2 separate regions of the Hordeum vulgare genome follow, and region 1 is linked to region 2. A link is a contact called in public Hi-C data. All regions are on one chromosome and are shown on one strand. The core of a region is the stretch at or near the end of the contact, and the rest is flanking DNA. Distances in the headings are between cores, read along the strand shown. Region 1 holds the start of LOC123443788 (outer envelope pore protein 16, chloroplastic-like). Region 2 holds the start of LOC123404483 (mitochondrial import inner membrane translocase subunit Tim9-like).

The links. A called contact is a pair of places that touch in the nucleus more often than the background predicts.
Region 1: a contact with region 2 is called in a Hi-C map of seedling, with 7 times the contacts expected there. The contact joins the promoter of LOC123443788 here to the promoter of LOC123404483 in region 2. A contact is called at or near these places in 2 of 6 Hi-C or Micro-C datasets (leaf and seedling).

Annotation. Positions count from the first base shown.
Region 1 is chr1H:11,464,914-11,469,963 of MorexV3_pseudomolecules_assembly, forward strand. It overlaps LOC123443788 (outer envelope pore protein 16, chloroplastic-like), which reads left to right and starts at 3,592. Exons shown (of 6, transcript XM_045120347.1): 1 at 3,592-3,864; 2 at 3,947-3,998; 3 at 4,559-4,590. The coding sequence starts at 3,757.
Region 2 is chr1H:11,128,601-11,134,209 of MorexV3_pseudomolecules_assembly, forward strand. LOC123404483 (mitochondrial import inner membrane translocase subunit Tim9-like) reads right to left here and starts at 1,406. Exons shown (of 2, transcript XM_045098420.1): 1 at 1,259-1,406; 2 at 723-1,193. The coding sequence starts at 1,371. The coding sequence ends at 992.

The DNA of each region.
Region 1 (5,050 bases), core at 2,342-4,841, 340 kb after region 2:
CGGCTGGGTGGGGGCGGCTGGAAAAATTCTCCACCCCAATGAAAAAATTCCGCCGGGGCAACCCCAGGAGGCCGAAAAAATGCCTCCTGGGGACACAGCGGGTGGAGATGCTCTTAATCCCTTGTCAAAGTTCTATCAACTATAATATACCATGAAAAAGTTTAGTCTCGAATTTAAACTACACTAACCAGATTGAGATGTTTGTACAGCTGATATATAAACAGAAAACTGAACTCCTGTAAGAGGCATGTAATGCAGCAGAGTGAAGATAAATTTGACATAAAAGGCAACATTTCACACATGCACAAGAATAGGCAATATGGTTTATACAACCCTCCTAGACTAACGCAAACACTATCATCACGGCAAAGAGCAAAAATTGAGTTTTTCAGAGAAATTGCAACTGAATATGGAACATGCCAAACACTACAATAGCATTGACAGAAAAATAACAGATTAAATGCTGGATGACACCTACTTGTATGTACCTACTTCATTGCACTCTAGCTAGGTCTGGGTGCGTGCGGTGCAGGAGACTGTGGAGGGGAATGATGGTTTGGCTCAACCAGTTCAGGTCAAGGACATTGGACTCGACTCTGCCGTACCAACAAGCGCCTACCTGAATTTTGATATTGTCAACTTTTCAGTTAGCTTTGAGAATCAGTTACTACGCTATGTGAGTACTCCCTTGGTCTCAAAATATAAAAAGCGTTCTTTACACTGGTATAGTGTAAAAAACGCTCTATGAAAATTTCTTCATCTTTTTGTCCTCGCTAAGAGGCAATTTTAGTGGCGCTTCACTTTGCAACCTTTTTTTAAGATGTACACATCCGTAGGCATAAGTCGCTTGTATACATACAGAGATACAACGCATACAAGCAGCGACAGAAAACGAGGAAGGGATGATTACTGAAGCTTCATCGACTAATAAACAGTTTGTGACTGCTCTATGAAAATTGAATGTTGTTCCCAAGATTCGAGTGTTCTCGTGGAGAGTCCGACTCTATCGACTTGCAGCGTCGTCACATTAAACTTTTGGGCCTGTGTGAGATATGTAAGCTATGGCCGAAAACATGCAACATGCATTGATGCATTGCACTCATGCAAAAATGGTTTTGGATGGCAGCAAGGGACAAAATTCAGTTTCACTTGCCTCATCTGCATCGATACATGGGCACGCGACGTTATCACCATCCAGAAAAAATGTTCCGGAATTTTAAAAAATGTTCTTGAACTTTTATCAAAATGTTTCAGATTTTTCAAAAAAAAGTTTCGAAATTTGAAAAAATGTTCCTGTTTTAAAAAGTGCACATGAGTTAACAAATGTTCCCATTTCAAAAAATGTTATTGTCTCATTTTTCAATTTTTATTTCACTTTTTTTCCTTTTTTCCTTTTCTTAATTTTTGTTTGGCATTTTCTAATTTTTGTTTTGTATTTCAAAAACTATTCTCGTGTTCAAAATTTTGTTCACAATTTACATTAAAATGTTCGTGGTTCAAAAAACGTTCCGCCTTTCAAAATGTGTTCATATTTTCAAAAAATGTTCGGGTTTCAAATAATGTTCTCCTATTCAAAAAACTGCACGATTTTCTAAAAAATGTTCCATTTTCATAAATTGGTCACAGTTTTCAAAAAATGTTCTTGTGTTCACACTTTATAAAAAAAATGTTCCTGTTTTCTGAAAAAAGTTTCTCTTTTTCAAGATTTGTTCAAAAATTGAAAACTTGTTCAAATTTTGTTCTCCGATTCTAAAGATATTCATGATTTTAAAATGGTCGGGAACTTTAAAAAATGTTTGCCGTTTCAGAAAATGTACGTAAGTTCAAAAACTGTTCTTGTTTTAGAAAGTGAGCATAAGTTAAAAAATGTTCCCGTTTGAAAAACTGCTCACAAAAAGAGTATCAGAATTTGGAAAAATGTAGCTGTTTTCAAACAAAAATCATAGTTTCAAGTATTGTTCACATATTCAAATAATGTTTGTATTTTTAAAAATTCTTCAGAAACTAAAAAAAAATCCATTTATAAATTTTGTTCGTAAATACAAAAGCTGTTTAAGTTTCAGAAATTCAAAAAACATCAAATCAGTAACCTTTTAGAGAAGGGTATTAGCTTCGCGCGCCATTTCAAATGAATAAAGGTCATTAGTTCAGTTTGCTAGGCGCTTGCGTAAGGAGCATGAGCTCTCTTCTTCGATACCTCCCTCACGCACTAGCTCCCCTGGTTTTGCTTCTCCCGCGGTTACTCATGTTGGTAGGGACATTAATGCTCCGGCCCATGAGCGTGCTTGCTTTTCCTTTTCAATTGAGCGCCCTGAAAGCTGGCTTGACCCAGATTTTCTTTTGACCGTCCTACGGGCAGATTGCAACCATATGATACTTCCTCCATTCCTAGATATAAGAACATCCACAGCCGCGTCCCCAATAGGCTCCTTCAAAATTTCCTTTTTGCCGCCGGCGCTAAAAAATGGCCCAGTCACGTTTTCAAGACCCTGTTTTTCGTCGGTGATGGTTGAAATTGGCCTCGGCGGTCCCAGGACAAACCTAGCGCGTTGGGGGCGCCTGGGGAAACGTTTTTGGCGCAAAACGGGTGTGTGGACCCGTCGAGTCGGCGGTTAGGCACGTTCGTCGTCCTCTAGCCTCGTTTTTAGCGGGAATCAATGCGAAGGTTGCGTTGTCGGTAAACCTTCCATTGATTCTTCACGGGCGGCGCAGCGAAGGCGTGGCGACGCACGTCCCATCCACTCCCGTCACGCGTTCACATGATGTCGTCCCGCGTGCCGCCCGCCCGCAGCTATATAAAGTCGCCGCTCCCCTTGTCGGTGGCCACACACCTCTCTCGCCAGACTCTCGTCGCTGACACCCTCTCCTCTTTTCGCCCCTTTCGTCACCTTCGCCTTCTCTCCCTCTCTCCAATTGCCGAGCGCTACCCCGATGACGGGGCGACGGCCAACGGCTTCGACCGCCGCCACCTGCACGAGTCTGAGGCCCGCCTCCTTTATGAAGCGGACTACCTAGCAACGCCGAACATGCGGGTGTCGGGCTCGTGGAGGGGTGAGCGTCGGCGGAGTCTTGGTGCCACCGCCTTCTGAAGCTGACCGACGTGCGGAGATCACACGCATCCGGCCATCGCTGCCGGAGAGCTCGCGGAAGTTGTCGAGGTACGCCCCGGCAACAACACGTTGTGGACGGCATCGGGCCAAAGAACCCAGGCTCGAGCCCGGCCCGGGCGTCGGGCCCAGAAAAAAAAAGGCCAAGCCAACCCATCAGCGTAAAAGCTCGCCGTGCCTGGGTCCTCGGGCAGGGCCTATTCGCTAAATCGTTAATACGGCGGGCCCGGGCCCAGACCGGCCTTTGGGCTTAAAATCTTCGGGCCGGGCCGGGTATTCCAAAAGGAAAATGTGGTACCAGCACTTCGGGCCGGGGAGCAAGTCGGCAGGGCGCGTCCACCGGCGGATCCCACGCCACGGGGGACCAGACTCCGGGAGCGACGCTTTTGTTTCCGCCCGCCCGCCGACGCGTGGCCATGGCGCGAGCCCCCCCACCCCAACGGAGTAGGATCGAGGGCCGTCCCGTCCCGTGGCCTCACAGCCACTGCCTCCCCTCTCTGCCTCGCCCTATACATAGTATCCAGCTCCAGTACACATCTCACTGTATCCTACTCAACTGCTCCATCTTCTTCTTCTTCTTCTTCTTCCTCCTGCTCTGCATCTCTCTCTTTCTCTCTGCGTGCCGGGTGCCAGACGAGAGGAAGGGAGGATGCCTACCGCGGGGCTGGCGGCCGGGTCGAACAAGGTGGACGTGGCCATCGACCTCGGCAACCCGCTGCTCAACCGCACCGTCGACGGCTTCCTCAAGATCGGCGCCGTACGCCCCCCCATCCTCCTCCTCTTCTTTGATATCTTGCAATGTGTCTGATCCGGTCTGCCATTGGCAACACTGTGCGCAGGTCGGCGCCTGCAGGGTGGTCGCCGAGGACGCCTTCGACTGCCTCCACAGAGGTAACAACTAACTAACAAACGCATGCCCTTCTCTCCCGCTGCACGGATGCGAAGGGGGTCAGGGCCTTCTTTTCATCTTCAGAGAAAACCGTAGAAAATACCCGCGCGAATCTCTGGGTGAAACCATTGACATAGAACCTAGACGTGAAATAGTTAGGGCGCATCTAGATGTGCTTCAGCAAAACCGTTCTTTCCTGTAAACAGATAAAAAAAGGGGCTTTTTTTCTTTTCTCGATGAAGGTTCACATGTATTGCTCGCCAAGAAGCAGAGTAGCTCAGGTTCTGAACGTGCCATGTTTCAGTTAACAATTAGCCAGATGCACTTGTCTATCAAGTACCAGCAGCTAGCTATGCCTCATGAAAAAGCAATCTTTGCAGAGTAATAGCTTAGGTTCAGAACCGCCCAGGCTCTCGGTCAGATACCGGCCAGATGCTGCCTGTTGTTATTATCCATTGTTGCAGACCAATATTTTTCACTCGTGTATGGTAGGACATACACCATTTTTTGTTGGTGCCGTGCAGACAAACGTGACATCGCATTTATCCTCCTTTCTTTGCAGGGGATATCTCGAAGCGCCAGCTTGAAGAGACGGTATATCAGTTTCCGCGGTGTTTTGTTTTCTCTTACCTAGTTTCGTAGGCACCCGTGGCTTGATGCCATCGCTGTTGTGTGATTAGAGAGCATTATGTTGTACCATTTGCCCTGAGTTCTGCTACGATCTGAGTGTCCAACAACTAGATGTTCCACTCGTTGTTCAGGAAATCATTAAATTGTAACTGCTCGGTCGGGTGGCGAGTAGTGGATTAATAGGTGAATTGGCCGATCAATCAGTTAATTCGCTGCTCGGTGACCCTTTGAGCAGGGATTACTTGGCTACTTAACTAAGTAATCAGCCAATTTTCCAAACATCTGTTCCACTAGTTGTGTACTGATAGGCAGATGATATATTCTACGCTGGAACTGACTAAATGTTCAGTACTTCAGGCTATTTCAGTAGCAGTGCCTAGTTTTAGCATACCCTCGTAGGATGATATTTAAGTTTTTTTTAGCA
Region 2 (5,609 bases), core at 156-2,655:
TTGTAACAGGGTATGGAAACAAAAGGACATGCGCTTGATTGCAGTGAAGTTGGGTTGTTGACAAATTGCTGCAAACGAAAACAATGTATTTATCATGTGACATGGAGATTCAAGTTTGGCATATCATGGCAAAAGACGCAGTGCAATTTTGAAGTAGAAATCGAATCTAGACAAGCTTCAAATCAACATCATGGATCATTGTTGATTTGATCTTATACCAGACTATGGTATGCAGTTAATGAACCATGAATTGGCACCAAGAATTCAGGTTTTACATCAAACATCCTGAATTCTGGATTGACACATGGAACCAACAGATTCCAACCAGACAATGAAATGCATGGCATTCAGTGAAAGTTTGCAATGATACTGTCCTGGATACTGTCCATCAGAGTAATGTTGAGTTGTTGACAAATTGTTGTAAACGATCTATTTATCATGTGACATGGAGATTCATGATTGGCATATGACGGCAAAAGATGCAGTCAACTTTTGAAGAGGAAATTGAATCTAGACAAGCTTCAATTCAACATCACGGATCACTGTTGATTTGACCTTATGCCAGGCTATGAGACAAAATAAAAGGGGGAAATCCTAAACTTGATGCAGTGAATAAAGCATGAAATGGCTCCAAGAATTCAGGTTTTCATCAATGCACATTCTGAATTCTGAACTGACACATGGAAGCAACCGATTCCAGCCATACAAGGAAATGCATAACATTCAGTGAAAGATTCAGTGAAGCATTAATTAAGTTTGTAAAGCAAGGAAACCATCGAGGGGGGACTGCATCCACCCAAGTTCCGAATCCGTGGTGTGGTCCGATACAGCGGCAATCAATCGAAGCGCATCAGAAATTCAGAATCCGTGGCTCGTTCTACTCTGTCACTACTGGTGTTTCTTCAGGCATCACAAGCGCTACATCATCGGAACTCAGACTGCAGAAGACTAACCAGAGCAGGCAAAAAATCGGAGCACAGGGTCGCACGAATCAGCCGTCCTCGTCGTCGGCGGCGGCGGCGGAGGGGTCGGCGAGCTTGTTGAAGCGGGCGGCGGAGGCGTTGGTGGCGAGCGTGTACTTGCGGACGCAGGCGCGGACGCAGTCCCCCTCGCGCTTGCCCAGCGTCTTGCGGTAGAAGGTGGTGACGCAGTCGGAGAAGCACCGGTGCGAGAGCCAGGTGTACAGCCGGACCCTGCAAGACGCCATCTTTTAGACGAGCTAATCGAGAGAGGCGGGAGGGAGGGGCGGAGCGCGTACGAGTCTCGGGCCTGGAGTCTGTCGGCGATGGCGGCCAGGCGGGCCCGGTCCTCCTCCTCCTCGCTGCCTCCGCCTCCGGCGGCGGCGGCGGCGGCGGCGCCGGTGGTGTCCATGATTCAGCTTTTTCTTGGGGGAGAAGTGGGGGAAGAGTGGGGCGGAGGCGGCCGCCCAGCCGAGGAAGAGAGATGAAGGAAATGGGTGCCCCAGTTACGGCCCATGGGCCGTGATGCAACCAGGTATGTAAAAGGCCCATCAAGTCGAGAGGCGATGTCACCTCCTCCTTCCTCTTCCCTCGGAAAAAAAAGCCTCCTCCTCCTTCCTCCAGGGTGTATGTTTGGTTTCCTCTAGGGGCGTGTTTGGCTTGGGAACAAAGTGAAACGGAATGTCATGGTTTTATTCTAGCGAAATGGGTCGGCTATGTCTTTGTGTTTGGTAGGAGCAATTGTGAGGAATGGAATGATTATACTCTAGTGTTTGGTTCGAGAGATGCAATGGAATGAAATTGTTTATCTATCTTGATTGCACCGAATTCATACCGAATAAGATTTTGATAGAAAACTAAAGGGTCAATTACATCACAGGTGTCTGAACTTGATAAGGAAAATCAGTTTGGCGCTAAAACTTGCGGCATATATTGAACCGGCGATAAAACTTGGCATGGACGTGTATCTACGATGCTAATCATGTTTTGTACACGTATAACATGTTGACAAGGCGCATCAGCATGGGGTGGGACCCAATGTCAGTGACTTGAAGGCGAGGACGGGCATGTCGCCTGATTTTTTGTGAAAATACCATAATATTTTATTTTTCTCACAAAAACCTTCTCATTTTTTCCTTTAAAATAAATCTACAATTGACTATGACAACTGGGCCCCACCTGCCAGGACACAATGCAACAAAGAGAAATGAGAAGAAAAAATTAAGCATTGCCCAAGTTCAAACACACGACCTTCAATGCCAACTCGGAGGCTGGCCATCACACCACATATCACTTACTGTATAAATGTGATTTCTATTCGTAATGACATATAAACAAACATGCATGTAGGCCTTAAATGACCTATATTATAAAAAATATAAGAAAATATTTAAGATAATGTTCACATAATTATAAAACTATATTCTTATTTTTAAAAATGTTAATATAATTCAAAAAATTATTATAATTTCAAACGATTTTCATGTAATTTTAAAAATATTTTTATATAAAATAATGTTCATATAATTCTAAAAATGGTTCTTATTTAAAAGAACATCAATCTCATCCTAAAAAATATTAAAATACGTTTTAGAAATTTTTATGTTGTTAAAATAATATTTATGAATTATAATATTTTTTGGATATTATAATAAAAATCATGCATTATTAATGTATTCAGGAAATTTTTCATGTATTTTTAGGCTGTATTTATGCATTAAGAAAAATATTTATGTACTTACACTACGAGGAATATTATTACTTAAAATACTGTTAATATAATTCTAAAATATATATAAGTACTATTTAAAAACAATTATGTAATTTAATAGTAATATGAATTATAATGGTATATATGAATTAAAAACACGATCATGTTAAATATGAGCTGCGGCCATTGGAGTCCATTTAAGGCCCATCGCGGTCCTTAGGGTGTTTTTCGCAAAACCCAGATCGCACGTCCATCCCCGCTTTTCCTGTCACCGAAATTGGGTCTCATACCATGTCAGCGCGCCTTGTCAGCACATTATATGTATATAAAACATGTTGAGCAACGTAGATGCATGTCAAAACCAAGTTCTGTCATCGGTTCAATGTATGTTGCAAGTTTTAACATCAAACTGATTTTTCTTGCTAAGTTCAAACACTTATGATGTAATTGGCTCAAAACTAGACTATACATATACTCCCTTTATCCTAAAATAAGTGTCTGAACTTTGTACTAGATTTAGTATAAAGTTACATTAAGGTTGAGATATTTATTTTAGAGCAAAGAGAGTACTAAATACTTAATTACATTGATTTAGAGAATGGTACATTGCAGAGGTACCCAACAAAAATGGAATATGTGTCAACAGAAAACAAACTAAAAGTTCAGGTAGGCACAACTCATCGTTCTACCAACATCACGGGATTGGAAAATCAATGGACGGCCAACATGACGAGTGATCAGAGGTTCGATCGTACTAACACGGGAGATTGTTGTTGGTTGCTGCCGCTAAGGGCATGTACAATGATACTATCTTAAAAATGCCACATAGGATAAATGATGAGTTAGAGGAGAGAGAACTAAAAAAAAAAGGCTTTGCCTTCTCTTATTTAAGAGAAGATAAAAGGTGATCTGTTAGCATAATATGTCTCATCATATTTTTAGGAATAATTAATTATAGAAGATAAGGATAAGAGATGATCCATTGTATACTTTTTTTTTCATCATCTCTAAATTACATGCAAGATTTAAGATAAAATTATCTTATCAACCATTTTACATGCCCTAATTATGGTTGTTTCCGGCGCCGCTTATTCGTTGTGCATGTACGCTGAGGTTGCGACATAGGTGCATACTGCATGTGCATGTCAATGCCCAGCCAGTCACCGGCCAACACGCTGTCGCACCAAGAAAAATGAGGGAAACCAGAAGAACATGCGGGGCAAGCTTGCGACAACCGACGATGGGCACCTCAGGTGCGCCCGGCTTCCATGACCAGCTGGACAAGATGAGTGAGAGGCCGCAATGCTTAGTGGGGCTGGTGGTGGTGGCGCGCACGAGATCAGTGAGGGAATGGCGACGAGAGGGGAAGACGCATCGTCGACGGTGTCACAGATAAGACGGGAACAGAGATGAGGGGTGACGAAGGATCGAGGGGAGAGACGAGGAAGAGGATGATAGTCGAAAGAGAGAGAGGCAATCAGCGTGATCCGCTTCTTTTCGAGGAACTCATCCATTCGTGATAAAAAGAAATATAGCTAACCAAATGCAAGAATGGCCTCTCGGAACGGGTCCGACCCATTATAGTCAATCACGCATAACATTCTAAAAACAATGTATGTAACATTTAGAAAATATGTATAGATTTTTATAATATTTGTGTAGTTCTAACAAAGGTCTGTCGTGTTTAATTAAATACTCTAGGGACGCAGCTACTAGCAGGAATCACTAGGGTGACACATAGCTTGAATCCTAGCAGGAATCACTAGGGTGACACATAGCTGTCGCGAATTGGATTCTCACAAATAAAAACTGTCGCGGATTGAAGTGGTTAGACCATCTTCAATAGCTTATCTATATGAACATTTACATTTGTTTTCCACGACGTGAGCCTAAAACAGACGTCCAATAGTTTGTCTATATCGTCATTCAAACATGCACATCCTATAAAACAACCTTGACAATGTCCACGGGTGGAAAATGTGAAGGCGTCGTCTAAACTCAACTACAACCACGATTTTTTCCTTTCCCAGCAGCGGCCCATCGGTCATGGTCCATGTATATAGACGTTATTAATAGTAGAAAAAGGGTCTTTCGGTCGAAAGACCATTAGTCCCGGTTCAAACAAAAACCGAGACCAATGTCAGGCATTGGTCCCGGTTCGGTTCACCTCATTAGTCCCGATTCGGGCAACACACGGGACTAAAGATCCAGCGGCTGCCACGTGGAGTGCCGCGGAGCACTAGTCCCGGTTTGTGGCACGAACCGGGACTAAATGATAGACTATTAGTCCCGGTTTTAGACAAAAACCAGGACTAAAGTGCTTCCTATATATACCGTCGACCCTGTCCATCCTCTTCTCTGTTTTTTGGCTGTTGAAGTGTGCCCTTGCCACTCTAGTTCATGCACATGACGTGTTTGATGAAATGACTGAGCCACACTACTTAAGCTTTCTCCTCTCCAAACTCGACCTCCAAACTCCATTTTCCTCAATACTTGTCTAGGTTTGACCGTGCACCAACTACACAAGTGTTTTAAAAGGTTAGCTACTTCATCCTTTCATCCGTCACTGCTAGTTTAGCTCATTTCAAATGCTCAAATTAACTTCTTAGAGTCTGCACATGTGTAGGGTGACGTCCCGTGCCCATCCTCACCGTTGTCGATCGACCCGCACCGATCTCGTCGGGAGCACCACCGTGGTGAACCTCTTTTTCTTATCTTCTTTTTAAAAGAAAACACAATCTTACTTATATGATTTAGATACATACTTGTATAAATTACTTACTTTCATTTTTTTTTGTTATTATATAATGCGATGGTTGTATCCGCCTCCGTCGACCCTCGTCCTGTCTATGATTCGGATGTGGTATATATTATCTTTTATAACTATTTGTTTTATTTAGTGTTTATGACAATTATGATGACCAACGTGACATATATTT